2 separate regions of the Sus scrofa genome follow, and region 1 is linked to region 2. Evidence: chromatin contacts called from public HiChIP or PLAC-seq data. All regions are on one chromosome and are shown on one strand. The core of a region is the stretch at or near the end of the contact, and the rest is flanking DNA. Distances in the headings are between cores, read along the strand shown.

Region 1 (5,067 bases), core at 218-2,717, 69 kb before region 2:
GCCTGACTGTAGAGCAGGATCCCTGTGTTTAAATGGTTCATTCTTGCTTTCATCTATTTGTTTCAAAGAAAATGACAAGGCCTTATGAACCCTCTCACACCAGCTGCAGGTTGGACAACTTTAGCGATCTGCCCTTTTCCTACCTGGGAAGCAAAGCCACAGGGGTGAGGTAGGATCACCCCACCCACTCGGAGCCCACAGGACTGGTCCAAGCCACACCCTGCAAAGAGTATAATTAGCTTGCTCTACTGGTGGCCTGGCTCCAAGATTCACGTAAGGGGCCTGAGGGAGGACAGCAGGATCTAAGCCACAGGTCTCCTCCAAAGGCCAAGGGAAGATTAAGAAGAGGGTGTGGCTGGCCACCTCCTGTGACTGCAGTGTCCGAAAGACCTCCCTAAATCAGAAGCACTGGGAACAGCACCTTTCCCGCCCACAGAGCTCTGCTCCCAGGTGGGCTCCATGCTGCCCGGGCTAGGAGCATCTTTCCTCTCTCCACAACCCCGCAGACGACCGCCTGCTCCTCCCAGAAGCAATCCCGATGTCAATCCATCCCTAAGTGTCTGATGCCATAGGGAAGAAAGCCTTGGTGACACACCTGTGTGTCTCAGTTCTCTGACTCAGCCCTTGCTCACCTCCATTTTAATGAGCCCACTTTGTATGGTCTGTGGGCAGGAGGTGAGAGTGGGACTAGGTGGGCCTTCTATCAAGGGGCAGAGAGCATTTGGAATCTTCAATCTGAGAAGGCAGGGGGTTCCTAAGCACACTTGGGCACAAGGTGAGGACAGGCCCCTGCCCTCCTCCATCCAGTTCTGCACAGCTGCCCTTCCCAGCCACCAGAACCAAGTGGATTCTTGGTTCTCTTGGTACCACCTTGGTTCTCTTGGTGCCCTCCTGGAGGAGGGAGCTGCAAGCTCAAGTCCTCCTCTTTCTGCCTCACAGCCACCCCCCCACCGCACACCTCACCACCAACAAGGAGAACAGGAGGTGGCCGGTCCAGGGTGCCTTCTCTGCCCAGCAGTGACACTCAGCCCAACAAGGCAGAGCCAGTCTGCAGCCTTGGTAAGAGCCCCTGGTTACCTGCACCGGATGCAGCCTCGTCTTGGTACTTCCTATGCCTTCCACAGTCGTCACAGCAACATGGTGCAAGGAGCAGATGGGGGCTAGGCAGGCATTGGCAGAAAAGTGGCTGGAACCCCCGATTAAGGTCATTCCATTGATTCCTCAGGTCATCAGAGCAGACCTGAGGGGAGGGTCTGGGGGATCTGTGATGTCTTGCATCCCTTCTCTTCATTCTACATCATGGTCTTGTCCTTTCTAAAGGTTTCCTCACCTTTACACCCAAGACTCTGAGCCGGAGCCCCTCCAGCACCCATGGGGTCAGACATCAGGGCACCCTAGGCCTCTGAGCTGAAGCATGGGAGCCAGGGTCACCCTAGCTTCCTCTTACTTAACCCGACCCTGGAGGTTGAGTCAAGAAGGAACTTCCGAAAGGCTCCAGTTCCAACTCATGCTCTTCTCTCCACAGGGCCCCTCCTTAGCCTCTTCAATTTCAGAATCTCCTGTCACTTTTGCTTCCCTGCTTTTACCCACCTCCATTTCTCCCACTCCTCTGTGGGAAGGGGGACAGGAAACTCCCCAGGAAACCTGGGACATCTACCCTTAGAGCTTCCCCACATCCACCCCCCTTTATTCATCACTCACTCACACACACAGCCAATAACGGTTTCTTTTTTTTTTTTTTCCTTTCTGTCTTTTTGCCTTTTTTTTTCTAGGGCTGCTCTTGCGGCATATGGAGATTCCCAGGCTAGGAGGCCAGTTGAAGCTGTAGCCAACCAGCCTATGCCAGAGCCACAGCAACGCAGAATCCGAGCTGCATCTGCGACTTACACCACAGCTCACAGCAACACCAGATCCTTAACCCACTGAGTGAGGCCAGGGACTCAACCTGCAACCTCATGGGTTCCTAGTTGGATTCGTTAACCCCTGAGTCACAACAGGAACGCCGATAATGGTTTCTAAATGGCAGCCATATGCCAGGCACCTTGCCAAGGGCTGAGGAAATCAAGGTGAATACAATAGAGTATCTGCCCTTTAATAGCGTGCCTTTAACTCAGGAAAACAGAAGCCAGTGTGAAGATGTAATTTAAACATCTTACAGGAAGTGCTTCAGGAGGGCTGTACACAAGGGACTGTGGGACCAGCACAGATAAGGGTCGCCTAACCCAATCCCAGGAAGGCAAGAAGGGCTTCCTGAAGGAGGTGACTTTTTTCCAGTCCTAAAGAGCTAGGAAGAGCTAGCCAGGTAGAGAAGCCCTGGATGAAAGGACATTCAAGATGGGAAACAGCTTATGTAAAGACCAAGAAAAGAGTGGGCCTGAAGCCCTGGCTGTTCACAACTGTTTCTACATGAACGGAGTGCTGGGCCCATAAAGAAAAAGAAAACTGGAGAGGAAAAGTGGGGCCAAGTGAAGGGCCTCACATGTTGAGCTAAAAGACTGGACTTTAATTTGGGGGCAATGGAGGCCTCTTGAAGGATTTCATGGGATGTGAAATGAGTCTGAATTTTAGAAAGGCCATTTTATCAGCAGCTCAGAATCTTGTCCATATTCATAAGCCAGTAAGATACTAAGATATCATGCCATAATGTCCCTGACCACGATCAAAGCCACATGTGTGTGCGCACACGCGCATACACACAGAGGCACACACACACGAACACATGCACTTGCTCTGCATAAAGTTCCCACAAGGGTGACCAGCCAGCAGGCAAAGGATACACGATCTTGTCCTGGAGACGATCATACTTGGAAAACATCACCGTGCATGCTCCGCAGCCCCCTTCTCCACAGCCCAGCTTGGTCCCTCGCAGCCCCACTGGATGGTCAAGGGTTAAGGGACATGAACTCAGAAAAAAAACAGTCTTTGCTGGACTGCTGGCAGGTACCCGGGCTGAGCTGGGAGTGTAGAGCCATCCCTCCTTACACAGACTCAGGCCCTCACCTGGGAAGGCAGAAGGCTCACGCGGCCTTCCATTGAGAGGCCCCCCCTGCACCCCAAGGAGGCAGGGCAGGGGACCAGCTCCACCATCCAGCACAGGAAAGGCACCAGCACCCCAGTCTCATCCCCAGCACTGGGGTTCCACTGCTCTCTAGTCCTGGAGATCTGGGAATCAGCTCTTCTAAGTGTAGTCTGACAGGCCCTCTAACCCTGTGGTCATGCTGGGCAGGGGAACTGGGCTTGCGGGGTGGCCCTCACAGGCAATGAAGCCACTCACTGCAGAACAAGATGCTGATCTGTTCTGGGACTTGCTGAGTCTGCCTTGTCCCCCCAAAACTTTTTGGGCTGATGAGATCCAGGTACCAAAATCAGGGCTAGACTAGAGGCTTTTGGATATCCAGCCCATAGGATGCATAAATGGATATTAAAAAGAAGATATTTTTGATGTCAAGAATCAATATTTGAGCCATCTCTTACATAAACCTGGGAAAAGAAACTCCGATGCTTTGCATTTTCTGGAGGACAGCAATCACAGAGCCCTCCTTCCCAGGCTCTGCTGGTGTTTCTCCCTCAGGCCCAAGGCCTTTAAGCCATCCAGCCTCCTGCTGAAGACGGAAGGAGCTGAGGCTATTATCTCCTGGTCACTTCCCCTCATTTCCAACATCAAATGAGTAACTAACAACACCAAAGCCTCTTCTACTTGGAAAGCATTATACCCATGGATCTATTTGATCTCCGCAATAATGTGGTTAGCAGGTGGGGCAGGAACTAGTATTTCTCCACAGAAAGAAAGAAAGAAGAAGGAAAAGGAAGGGGGGGAGGGAGGGAGGGAGGAAAGGAGAGAGAGAGGGAGGAAGAGAAGGAGGAAGGAAGAAAAGAATAAAGAAAGGAAGGAAGAAAGAAAGAAACTGAGACCCAAGATGTAACATGAGCCCTGCAAGGTAACCTTGAGTGTTGGGGCCCAAACACAGTCATCTGACTCCAGCTTTGGGGCCTCTTCCGTCACCATGCTGCTGCTTCTTTTAACACACAGCTGAGGAAGGCATTCTAGATTGTAAGTTATTTTTTTTCCACTAGTCTGGGCATGAGATCAGCAGTTCAGATCACTCCAAGGGCACATGAGGACGAACAGAAGCAGTCCAGCAGAGTCTAGAGGTCTCTGCTAGCCTGGGGATCTTTCTGGAAGCCAGGGCAGAAATCAAGGTTTGGGTCTTCTCTCTTGCCCAGAACTCCCACAAATGAACTCTCAGCACAAGCAGCAACAAGCCATGTGGACATCAGATTTACATGCCAACTTTTGAGTCTGGATTTCATTTGAGATTTGACCTTTAAACCAGCCAACTGCTATGGTCAGGAACTTCTGCGGTTGTTGGACCTCTAAAACTTTTATTAGAAAACTAAACCTGATATCAAAAATCTCTAAGAAGGAGCCTCTCTTCCCAGACTGCCCAGGGAGATGGGCTGGAAACAGAGTTCCACGCAGTCTCCTGATCCCACCTCATAGTTCTGCTTTTACCAAAAAAAAAAAAAAAAAAAAAAAAAAAATCCACCAGGTCCTTGTACTGCCCTCTCCAGGTCAAAAATCCAGGACAAAGTACACCAGAGCCAACCACTATCTGGCGGGGGTGAAAGAACAATGGGAAGTCCATGGGTTCCTGGCGCACTTCTCTGGGTGTTGAAATGATCCCCTGTCATTCCAAACTACAGCACTGGCAGGAGCCACCAGACATCCCCACCTCTGGGAGCCACAGCAGTTTGTTGACAGAGGTCAGGATGAGCATCGTTCCACAACAGTCCCTAGAGAGTTTCCAGTGTGTGGGGAAAGTTTAGACCATGGCTCTGGGCTTCAGTCCAGGTCTGCCAGCATTTGCCCAGAATACACAAGGGAGAGCTGGGTCCCTTAACATTCCCAGCCTTGTTTCCTCCTCTGTCGAAGGGAGCAGTGAGATAACCTTCACAAATCACCTTGAACTCCACCAGTACATGGTCAGTGCCCATTCAGTGTTAGCTCCTAGTTTATCTTTGCTGTTGTGTTTGTTCCAGGGTCTCAGAACACTTGCCTATGATGAA
Region 2 (5,171 bases), core at 658-3,157:
AGCCGGAACCTCCCAGCCAAGCTGCTTCCATATTCCTGATCCTCAGAAAACATTCATTGTTATAAACTGCTACGTGTAGGATGATTTGTTCTGCAGCAGCATATAACTAACACCATGAGAGCCATTTCAGTGAAGGGATGGGGTGGAATCCAAGACACGTTAGGATTAATAGTGATTTGTACTAGAGAAAATGGAAAAAAGAAAATGTAGATGAGCACTTCCAAGACCTTGACTACAAGGAATTGACAGGTGACTGACAAAAATAGCAAGGATTTGGCATCGGAAAATAGTTTGATTGTTTCTGTTCTTTAATGGAAGAGGCTTGACCATGTTTTTATTTTGAAAGGGAAAAGCCCATAGAGAGCAGAGTTTGATGATAAGGCTCACGTGGGGATACTGATGTTTCGAGGTCCTTGTAGAGGCAGAGGAAAGAGGTGCATGCTTTCACAGTGGCAAGAAGACAGTGAGGACACAGTACAGGTCACCAAAGCAGTGGGAAGGAGGAAGAAGCCAAAAATCCTGATGGCTCCAGCATGTTTGAATCTACCTCTTGCTGGTTCTAAGCCACTGATATAAATAGACTGTCTCTAAGTACCTAGTCTTTCCAGGTTACAAGAACCACCATGTACTTCCCCGCTCTTCACACAAGAAGTAGCGACCCTGGAAATCAAAGTGTAAGAAAGGAATAAATTCACAACCTGAACAGTTTCTATCTTGTTCTAGGCATATTGTTTCATGTGATCAGAGCGAGAGGTGTCGAAGAGTGTAGAAGGCACATGGTTTGGGGGCAGATCAATAGAGAGAGATCCTCTCTGGACGACAGTGAAGTCATTAAATAAAAGGAATGGGCAAGTGATTCCAAGCCCATCAGTTTAGCTTTTATGATAATCCTCTCCCAGCCTGAACTTTCCCTCCTTCGTGCTCTCATTCGCTGTTCACCTCCCCCTGGGATGCTCTTCGTGCTGCCCTGTGCCCTAGTTCTGCAAGATCTCTCCTAACCAGTTCAAAGGCTTCATTTTCTCTGAATGCTGGCCCCTGGTTTTGACATCTCATCCTCTGATCCCTATAGCATGTTCTCTAAATGTGTGATTTTTTGTGTGTGGCTTAGTTCTTTGTATACTTGTAATTCTGCCCCAGTGACATATGCAGACATATGTCCACAAATGGTCTTTTCCCAATAGCAGCTTTTTTCACAATAGCCACAAATAGAAATGACCCTCATGTCCATCAATAAGTTAAATCAATTCAGTATACCCATACCATAAAATAATACCCCCTTGAAAAATAATCAATTACCAATACACTCAAGACCACAGGTGACTCTGTATATATACTTGTGTTCCATAGGAATCTGTGTCAGCAGGTTGCAAATGGTCAATCACATGTTCAGCAGTCTTGGATACCCACCATCTATTTCTACCCATCTCTTGTAGGTTTTAGTATTCTTTTGAATGGTTTTGGCTGGCTTGAAAGCTCATTTTGTTGTTTCCTCTTGTTTGGAAACCCCTTATTCTGTCCCCTGACCTGGTGAGAAGTTTGTAAGTCAAGTAAGAAGGCACAAGTAAACTGACTTAGGTGACCTCTGCACCAGACCTTAACAGGAAAACCCCTCCCTCCTTTAGTCTTTGATGGGCTTTTTCTTGACTTGCCATCTCTTAACCTTTCTCACCTGGGAGGCTGAGAAATAGGGAGTGGTCCAGGAAAAGGGATCAAAAAGCCCCTTTACTTGCTTTTAAGGTCGGCATTAACCGACTCCGAAGCCCAGTAGTCACATATTTGAGGGGAAAACTGCAATAATACAATGGGTTTGCCGGGAGAGTCTCTTCTCCGTAGCTCTCTGGGGAGCCCTGGTGGCCACTGTGGCAAATCAGGAAATCCTGGGAGCTGGCAAAAGATCAGCTCTGTTGAACAAACAGCTGACATAAGAATTAATTCGCATTCCCCAGACTTGTGTTCACTTCTACAACAATAGAGGCACCATGAGGACAAAAACAGCATGACAAGCATCTGACGACAATCCAGTCTTCTTTCCCAAAGCACTTTCTTTCTCTTGCCCAACCCTGGAGACATCAGCTTAGGCTGATTCAACAGGCAGTGACCTGGCCCTTTTAGAAGAGGATCAATTAGAAAACCAGCATTAAACTATTCTTCATTCCGGGCTGCAGCGATGTAAGGCACCCATTAATAAAACAGAGTCACATTTATTATCCATTAATAAAATGGATAGAATAAAAGGAAAGACTCAGAATAAATTAGCTGTCATACTGATTATGATTTTTTTGCACAAATTGTGGGCTCTGTTTCTGATCCTGAAAACGAACTTAATAGAAAGAAGGCTGAGAGGAATTACACCAGGTGTCCCTTTATTTGATACTTTGGTTCCAAAGCACTTTGCTCTCCACCTAAGCTTCAGATGTTTGTTTACTGGGGAAAATCTTCAGTAAGCCAGGAAGGGTCCTTTAAACACACATTCCCTCCTCCTCGTTGCAGCATTCTAAGCAGGCAAGTTACCTGGTACAAAGATAAGCCTGAGGGGCAGGATGCCCCGCATGGTTTTAAGTTCTCTTAGGAGGTTATGAAACTGATAGTTTATAGAATAGAGAACCCTACCCACTACTCCATCAGGTATATCCTCGGTCAGATACCTACACTTCCAGGAAGGAAAAGTTCTGCTAATTATGCTGGTGGGAGGCAAACTAGGTCCTGGTCTACCACAGGCATTAGGTCTATACCTGATGAGCTAAGGACTGTTTGCGGGAAAGTGTTCATGAACTTGCAGGTCCCTGAAGGGAACTCCTTCAAACTCCATGAATACAACAAATCTACAACGACGTATGAAATAATTCCCTCAGGAAGGGACCTGAAAACCGGATGAACAGAGCCTCACAACAAAGGATACAGAGACAGCATTGAGATGGGTAGGAGAGGCAGAGATAGGATCTTGCCAAGGAAAAACCCACATCCCAGCCACAACAATCCACTCTAGGGAGGGAGCACAACAGTAAAAAACCTTTTCCCTGAGAAGCAAGGAATTTGAGCTTCACATCAGGCACCTCAACCCCTATATCACACACAGAAGAGACAAGCCCTCAAAACACCAAGCTTTGATAATCAAGAAGGAACATACCCAGGAAAACTAGAGAAGTACAGAGAACAACAACAAAAAAATACTGTTAAAGGGCTTGCATACAGGCTCACTCAACAAAAACCAGTGCAAAAACACCAGACTGAAAAGCACATGAACAGTAAATGAAGGGAACCCACTTACTAATCTTGAAGCATCTGCCAAAAAGTCAGGAACCAGTTAGGACACTCCCTGGGACAGTCCCTGGCCAGAGCCATTTATGTGATCTCAGGCTGCCTTGATAATACCAGCACTGGTGGGCAGCATTTTGGAATCCTCTAACCTGTTAGCATCGGTGGGTATGACATTTCGAGAGCCCTGCCCACTCCTGCACATCCTCCATAAGGCCTCACAGCCAAATGAGAAACAGTTTGACCCACCAATACCCCATGGGCAGCTATGGTACCACTATAGCACAAGGACACACACAGCCTACCTAGGAGACATTCCTTAAACACCTGGCTTTGGTGGTGAGGCAGGATTGCACTTCTGAGCCCAGAGGACATCTCACATTAAAAGGAATACGAAACCTAGGAATAAATCTACCTGGAGGCAAAAGATCTGTACTCCAAAAACTATAAGATACTGATGAAAGAAATTGAAGGTGACACAAATAAATGGAAAGATATACCATGTCCTTTGATTGGAAGAATTAATATTGTTAAAATGATCATACCACCCAAGGCAATCTTACAGATTCAATGCAATCCCTATCAAATTACCATGGCATTTTTCACAGAACTAGAACAAAAAAAAATTTTAAGTTTGTATGGAAACGCAAAAGACCTGAACAGCCAAAACAATCTTGAGAAAGAAGAATGGAGCTAGAGGACTCAAGCTCCCTGGCTTCAGACTGCACTGCAAAGCTATAGTCATCAAAACAATACGTAAAAATAAATAAATAAATAAATAATTAAAATTAAAAATATATATATGTTATGGGCACAAAAACAGAAATATAGATCAGTGGAACAGGGCAGAAAGCCCAGAAGTAAACCCAAGCATCTATGGTCAATTCAACTATGACAAAGGAGGCAAGAATATATAGTGGAAAAAAGACAGTCTCTTCAATAAGGGGTGCTGGGGAAATTGGACAACTACATGTAAAAGAATGAATTAGAACATTCTCGGACATCATGTACAAAAATAAACTCAAAATGGATTAAAGACCTAAAAGTAAGTCTGGACACTATAAAACTCCCAGAGGAAAACACAGAATACTCTTTGACATAAATCGAAGCAATATTTTTTTGGCTCTGTCTCCTAGAGTAATGGAAATAAAAACAAAAATAAACAAATGGAACCTAATTAAATGTAGAAGTTTTCTCTAACAGCAAAGAAAACCATAAACAAAAATGAAAAAACAACCTATGCCTGGGCGAAAATACTTGCAAATGATGCTACCAACAAGGGATTAATTTCAAAAAAAATATACAAACAGCTCATACAACTTAATCTCAAAAGACCAAGTAACTCAATCAAAAAATAAGCAATAAACCTAAACCGACATTTCTCCAAAAAAGACATACAAACAGCCAACAGGTACATGAAAAGATTCTCAATACCATTAATTATTTGAGAAACATAAAACACAATTAAATGAGGTATCACTTCACACCAGTCAGAATGGCCCTCACTAAAAAGTCTACAAATAATAAATGCCAGAGAGGGTATGGCATTCCTACACTCTTGATGGGAATGTAAATTTGGATCACTATGGAAAACAGTATGGAGGTTCCTTAAAAAACTAAAAACAGAGCTCCCATATGATCCAGCAATCCCACTCCTGGGCATTTATCTGGAGAAAACCATAATTCATAAAGATACATGCATCCCAGTGCTGATCACAGCACTATTGACAATAGACAAGACATGGAAGCAACCTAAATGTCCATCAACAAATGCAGGGATACATATAGTGGAATACTACTCAGCCATAAAAAGTAAAATTATACCATTTGCAGCAACATGGCTAGACCTAGAAATTGTCATACTAAGTGAAATTAAGTCAAAGAAATACAAATATCATATGATATCACTTATATGT

What was found. HiChIP or PLAC-seq counts read pairs in DNA pulled down with a chosen protein or histone mark.
Region 1: an H3K27ac HiChIP or PLAC-seq map of alveolar macrophages shows a contact between it and region 2, with 5 times the contacts expected there. The contact joins two enhancer-like sites. A contact is called at or near these places in 1 of 5 promoter capture datasets (liver), 8 of 47 Hi-C or Micro-C datasets (alveolar macrophages, fetal liver, heart right ventricle and 3 more) and 1 of 2 datasets of contacts at active chromatin or transcription factors (alveolar macrophages).

The regions. Positions count from the first base shown.
Region 1 is chr3:107,996,106-108,001,172 of Sscrofa11.1, reverse strand. It overlaps XDH (xanthine dehydrogenase), which reads right to left. Exons shown (of 36, transcript NM_001285974.1): 3 at 2,778-2,874; 4 at 1,078-1,186. Among named protein-coding and RNA genes, the nearest start is that of XDH, 11 kb to the right of the region's middle. Within about 2 kb of position 1,467, at least 1 of the 83 cell types and tissues checked has an H3K27ac peak or open chromatin away from gene starts, as enhancers often do. A contact at or near this core is called in alveolar macrophages, where this site is marked.
Region 2 is chr3:107,927,332-107,932,502 of Sscrofa11.1, reverse strand. No RefSeq gene overlaps it. Among named protein-coding and RNA genes, the nearest start is that of XDH, 57 kb to the left of the region's middle. Within about 2 kb of position 1,907, at least 7 of the 83 cell types and tissues checked have an H3K27ac peak or open chromatin away from gene starts, as enhancers often do. A contact at or near this core is called in alveolar macrophages, where this site is marked.